Linked DNA regions of Mus musculus: region 2 is linked to region 1. A link is a contact called in public Hi-C data. All regions are on one chromosome and are shown on one strand. The core of a region is the stretch at or near the end of the contact, and the rest is flanking DNA. Distances in the headings are between cores, read along the strand shown. Region 1 has its middle 64 kb from the start of Gm39459. Region 2 overlaps Ulk4 (unc-51-like kinase 4).

Evidence for each region. Hi-C and Micro-C count contacts between places; a contact is called where the count stands out from the background.
Region 2: a Hi-C map of the G1E-ER4 cell line shows a contact between it and region 1, with 2.3 times the contacts expected there. The contact joins two enhancer-like sites. A contact is called at or near these places in 2 of 484 Hi-C or Micro-C datasets (the G1E-ER4 cell line and cumulus cells) and 2 of 115 datasets of contacts at active chromatin or transcription factors (memory CD8 T cells and pancreatic cancer cells).

Annotation. Positions count from the first base shown.
Region 1 is chr9:120,768,994-120,771,693 of GRCm38.p6, reverse strand. No RefSeq gene overlaps it. Among named protein-coding and RNA genes, the nearest start is that of Gm39459, 64 kb to the left of the region's middle. Within about 2 kb of position 1,318, at least 64 of the 459 cell types and tissues checked have an H3K27ac peak or open chromatin away from gene starts, as enhancers often do. A contact at or near this core is called in the G1E-ER4 cell line and memory CD8 T cells, where this site is marked.
Region 2 is chr9:121,017,738-121,020,437 of GRCm38.p6, reverse strand. All of the region lies in intron 35 of Ulk4 (unc-51-like kinase 4), which reads left to right. Among named protein-coding and RNA genes, the nearest start is that of Gm34945, 42 kb to the right of the region's middle. Within about 2 kb of position 1,352, at least 18 of the 459 cell types and tissues checked have an H3K27ac peak or open chromatin away from gene starts, as enhancers often do. A contact at or near this core is called in the G1E-ER4 cell line and memory CD8 T cells, where this site is marked.

The DNA of each region.
Region 1 (2,700 bases), core at 69-2,568:
AAAGATACAAAAGGACTTGGTGCTTTCCCAGAAAGCAGGAGGGCTAAGTTCATCCCTGTTTGTGATGGTTTGAGGGAGAAGTGTCTTCCATGGGCTCAGGTGTTCGAACACTTGGTCCAATTGCTGGCGCTAGTTGAGGAGTTGCTGTACCCTTGCTGGAGCAAGTACATCCCTGGCGGGGGGGGGGGGGCGGGGGGGAGGCTTTGAGAATTCATAGCCTCATTCCACGTCCAGTCAACACTCTCCACTTTAGGCTTGCTTGCCCTTGAAAAGGTGATCTCTCTGCTTCCTGCAGCAGCCACCTGCCACCATGCCTTCTGGCTTTTACAGATTCTCATCCCCTCTGAAACCTTGAGCCCTAATAAATCCTCTCTCCCTTAAGTGGCCTTTGGCTACAGCTTTGTAACACAGAGATAGAAAGTAACTATGGCCCTGTCATGCAAAGAAAAGAAAGTGAGGAGAGGGTTGTTTGTTCTTTCTTTGAGAAGCCAAACTCACTAGGGAGAATTGAAGAGAGAACCTCAGAAATCACCCTAATAGGTGTGGCTTAGCAGTCTCCCCGCCCTGCATCTGTCTGTACTGAGCAAGTATGGGGCCCCAAAGATTAATGCTTTGTTTGTGCTCCTTGGTCCTCAAAGGGGTTTAGAGTGTCTGGATTCCACAAAAGTCCAAAGTTCAGCAAACTGCTGCTTAGCAATGACACACCTGTGGCCACCACCACCACCACCACCACCACACACACACACACACACACACACACACACACACACACAGAGAGAGAGAGAGAGAGAGAGAGAGAGAGAGAACAAGATGAATGTCATCAAGACACTGGCCTCCTGGGAGCCTCCTGGTCAGAAACACATGACCATCATGTGAGAAAATTCCCCATAGTAGAGAAAAACAATTGCTCACAAATCAAAACTGAAGGAGGGGTAGAGTGATTGTGGCTTCCCCAGGGGGAACAGGTACTGCCCCTCCCCACCAGCCACATCTTACTCTCCCTCCCCAGAACCCCTCCTCCCTACCAGCCACATCTTACTCTCCCTCCCCAGAACCCCTCCTCCCCACCAGCCACATCTTACTCTCCCTCCCCAGAACCCCTCCTCCCTACCAGCCACATCTTACTCTCCCTCCCTAGGACCACTTGAACTTACACGTAGTTCAGATGCTGTTTCCCCTCTGGCCCCTGAAAGCCACAGTCTGAAATGTTATAACCTCTAAACCTAGGGATTTGTGGCCATCCCTGAATGATCAGAGGGCTGACACATGGCTCCTGGACAGAGTACCCTTTACGATCTTGAACTGGAAGTGAGAAGCTGGTGTTTATTTAGCCTGGTTCTCTTGACACTCAGTTATTGGACCCAACTTAGTCTCTACCCTGGCCATCCTGTGCAAGCGGCTTGCACACTTTGTCCCTTCAAAGAGTGTGTTGGGGAAAACAGACCTTAGACAAATAAAGAAATATATACAAGCCGTTGCCTTCTAGAAGTCTCTGCCAAGGTACCAGTAGCAGAAAAACAAACATGGAAGTAGAAGGGCCAAGAAAGCTCCTGTAAGGTGGAGCCAAGAGACCAAATGCAAGGAAGGACAGCATTGAGCAGGACTGAAGCCACCTTGGCGAGGAGTGGGATCAAGGGGAGCTGGATGCTTTGGGAGTCAGAGGCGAGCTGGTTCACTGGAGAGGGGGCCTATGGACTGTGCTGCCCTGTCTGCTGCTTCCAATGAGCAGCCTGCTCACAAGCATTTGCAGAGACCCTTCGGGCAGAGCTGTATTTTGTGGAGGGTGTGGCGTAATGTTTGAGCCCTGCCCTTAGGGAATTCTCAAACCACAAATGAAAAGCACAGTGGACTTCAAGGGGACGTGCTGTTTTCAATCTCTGAAAGGGGGAGCTGCCACTAGGAGAGCCGACCAGGGTCTGCAGCTGTTAGGCATTAATGGGATCCGGGGGTCTAGCCCTGAACATTTTCCCCTCTCCCTCTCCTTTTCTCCACTCCTCCCCCTTTCCTCCTCCCTCCTCTCCCTCCCTTCCCCTCACTCTGCCTCCTTTCTCATCACTTTAAAACAGAGAAGAAACACACACACACACACCCTTAAAAACAATCTTGTTTACTCTCTGAGATTAAAGAGCTTGAACCGTCTTGGACATCGTGAGCAGATCTTTTAAATGCTTTGTGGATAAAACACCTCTAATTGCTAAAATGTGAGGCGTGGTCTCTGTGATTCTGCACGGAGCATGTGCTGTCTGGTTTTTCTTATTTATTCTCTCTGTTAGAGGTCAGATATTTACTTCTAAAACTACGGATTAAAACACATTCTCTAGGCCCACGCATGGCTTGGGCAGTGGTCTTAAACTTCCTTCCTGGAGCAGGCCAGGGCCCAACAGCATCTCTGTTGTGGCAGGCTGTACAGGAGATCTGGTGATTCCCAACTGGCCCTGGGTTGCAGGGCAAGATGAGCAAGTCTCAGGAACACAAACAGCAGAAGGGGAGAGCGGGAGGCCTCAGCTGTGCCTCTCTCTTCCTTTCACTGATCTTCTGCGTGTGCGCGTGTGCACACGGGTGTTATGTGTATGTAGGTGCTTGAGCACCTCTGTGCGGGAGCACATGCTTGTGTCTGCATGTGCATAAGGAAGCCAGATGTCAACATTCCAGGTCATTCTCTGTTACTCCACGACTTTTATCTGGGGGAGGAGATGATGG
Region 2 (2,700 bases), core at 103-2,602, 250 kb before region 1:
CCGCTGGATCGCCGTAGGGCTAGAGGAGGGTTTGCGGAGGGCGTCTGTTCCCTAGTCTTCTGCTCTGATTTTCATGACATCTTCGGCTTGCCGTTTCATTTCCACATACCCAGTAACGAGATAAACAAAGCGTGGACTACGGGACAATGCTAGTTAAACATTTATACAATCTATCCTGTCATTCCCAGAAACTATTAAAATGTAATGTTCTTATACAAAATCATTCATTATACATTTATAAGTAGCCTGACGAGCGGGGAGGTGCCGTCCTGTGGCCTGTGGCTGACTGCTATGGATTCGGGTGGCAGCTGCTCTCTGAGTCCTAGTTCTTCGGTGATTAGATGCCATGGTGCCCTGGGACACGCTGCATTTCGTTTGCATGAAGCACGAGGCTGATTATGCGTTTGGGTTTGAGACCTTCTGAAATGATCCCACACACAACCGTCTTGACAGCTCTCCTACAGAAGGAAGGTGACTGTGAAGACCTCTCTACCTTAAAGTCTCTATTAAGAAAGTATCCAGAGAGGGGATACAAGGAAGGAAGTCACTCAGTTTCCAGGAGTGTGTGTCCCTCCATGGCTCCAGTCTACAGCACACACTGTACAAGGAAGTGGGGTGGGGGAAGACAAGGAAGTGGGGTGGGGGAAGACAAGGAATTGGGGTGGGGGAAACAAGGAAGTGGGGTGGGGGAAGACAAAGAAGTGGGGTAGGGGAAGACAAGGAAGTCAGGTCGGGGAAGGCAAGGAAGTGGGGGAAGGCGTGAAAGTGGGGTAGAAGACATGGAAGGAAGTAGGGGTGGGGATTGGGGTAGCTAGCCTTTGTAGTGTAAAAGGAACCTCGCAGGAGTGTGGCTATAATCTCTGTAGGACCGCCCAAACTTGACTGGTGTTTGAGGCTTTCTTTCTCTTCTGAACCCTAAGTCTTTTCTCATTTGAACAGTAAATACTACGGTCAGGCTGGTTCTCGGTGCCCTGGGATGTGGCATGGGAACTGTGTACATCCTTGGCAGGCAGCATAGAGATTCTGTAGCTATGGTGGCAGTTGAACTATTATGCCCAAGTCCCAGGGACCCCAAAGACCACCAGAAGAGCCAATTCTGATGCAAACACATAAGGGTCTTCATTAAGAACTCCTGAGCAAGGTCTCTCACCATCCCATTGCAGCAGGTCAGAAGTGAGAGCCCTGAGTCTAGGGGCACAGGGTTTTATTGTGGTTACAGCAAGCTGGGAGAATTTTCATATGAGTCAGCAAGTTAATATTTTGAAAACTGCATCTCTGGTGTAATCTGCAGGAACCCTACATGGGGGCAAACCCACCTGACACACAGGATGGCTAAGTTATCTATTCTCTGCAGGGTGTCTTAGGTTATCTCTGTGTACCTTGACCCTACTGTTGCAATGTTTGTTCAAGTGGGCTTTGTGGTTTTCTTCCTGAAATTGGAGTTTAGCCCCTGGTCTCACACAAAATGAAGTTTCTTTAAAAACAGCATTGGCTGGGCTTTCCAGTACCACTTTGCAGGGTGGGCAGTCAGTAGTTTCTGAGACCAGGTGGTTACCAGGAGGCAAATCAGAGGAAAGGGACAGCCATGGCCATTATCTCAGGCTGTGCCCCTTCTAGACATTTTCCCCCCTCATTCTTAGAAAGGCCAGTTACTCAGAAATCAAGCAAAACAAAGCCAGAAACAACAGGTGTGGACTGTGCCGCCCTTGTTGGTGACAGAGAAAGACAGCTCTGTTACTATCAGTCTGTGTGAAGAGCGGGGAGGTAAATTTGATGAATAGTGAGCTTGCATGAAACATGGGCATGAGTTGTGCTTGTGGAGAAATGGCTTTCACAGATAACATTTATCATAGTGTAGTGTTAAATGAAGTACATACCATGAGTATGGGAAATACACTAGGATATAGCCTGGTACATTTATGTCCATATCAATAATGGCAAAATGGACAACCTGATCTACATTTGACTCTTCAGAAAGGTTGTGTGGCTTTGGGAGTGCCGCTGTGGGGAAAGAAGAACATAAAGAAAAAGGATGCTGTTCCATCAAGAGATAGAGCCTGGTGCCTTGGGCCCTGAATTCTGTAGAGAGACTCCTCCAATGAGAAACCACGTGCAAGGAAATCGGAGTTCTGTGCAGGCTGGATGAGGTGCCAGTGGGTGGGAAAGGCTGGCGTGGCCTTTCCTAGAGCCCAGTTATAAAGGAGGTAAAGGTACCCTCCAGCTGACTTTATGCTATGGGAGTCAAAAGTAGTGACACTGGCTGCTTTACCCCAGGGCCACAAAGGGCAGGTGGTGGTAGGTAGACACATTTCATGCTGCCAAATACAGGCTAGAGGGAACATGAGTTCAAGCTGTCCCAAGTCAAAGGGACCCAGATAGAGGCTGTCAGGAGCCAACCTAGATAGTCAGGTCTCCTTAAGACTGTCCCCAGAGCAGGGTTAGGAGGCATGTGCCATCCAGCTGGTTCCCATGCCTGTCCTGAGCCATGACTGAGTGTGTGACTGGCCTGCAGGAATTGTACTGGATATGAATAAGGAGGAGTGCTGGATTTGTCTTTACTGTGAGAACTGTGTCGATGACTTTCCATTTGCAGTGGCCTTTAAGGTGGTCTGAGCCCTAAGGTGCTGTGCCATAAAAGACTCTGACCAAAACCACTTGAGGAAGAAAGGGTTTATTTCAGCTCACAGCTCAAGGCTATGG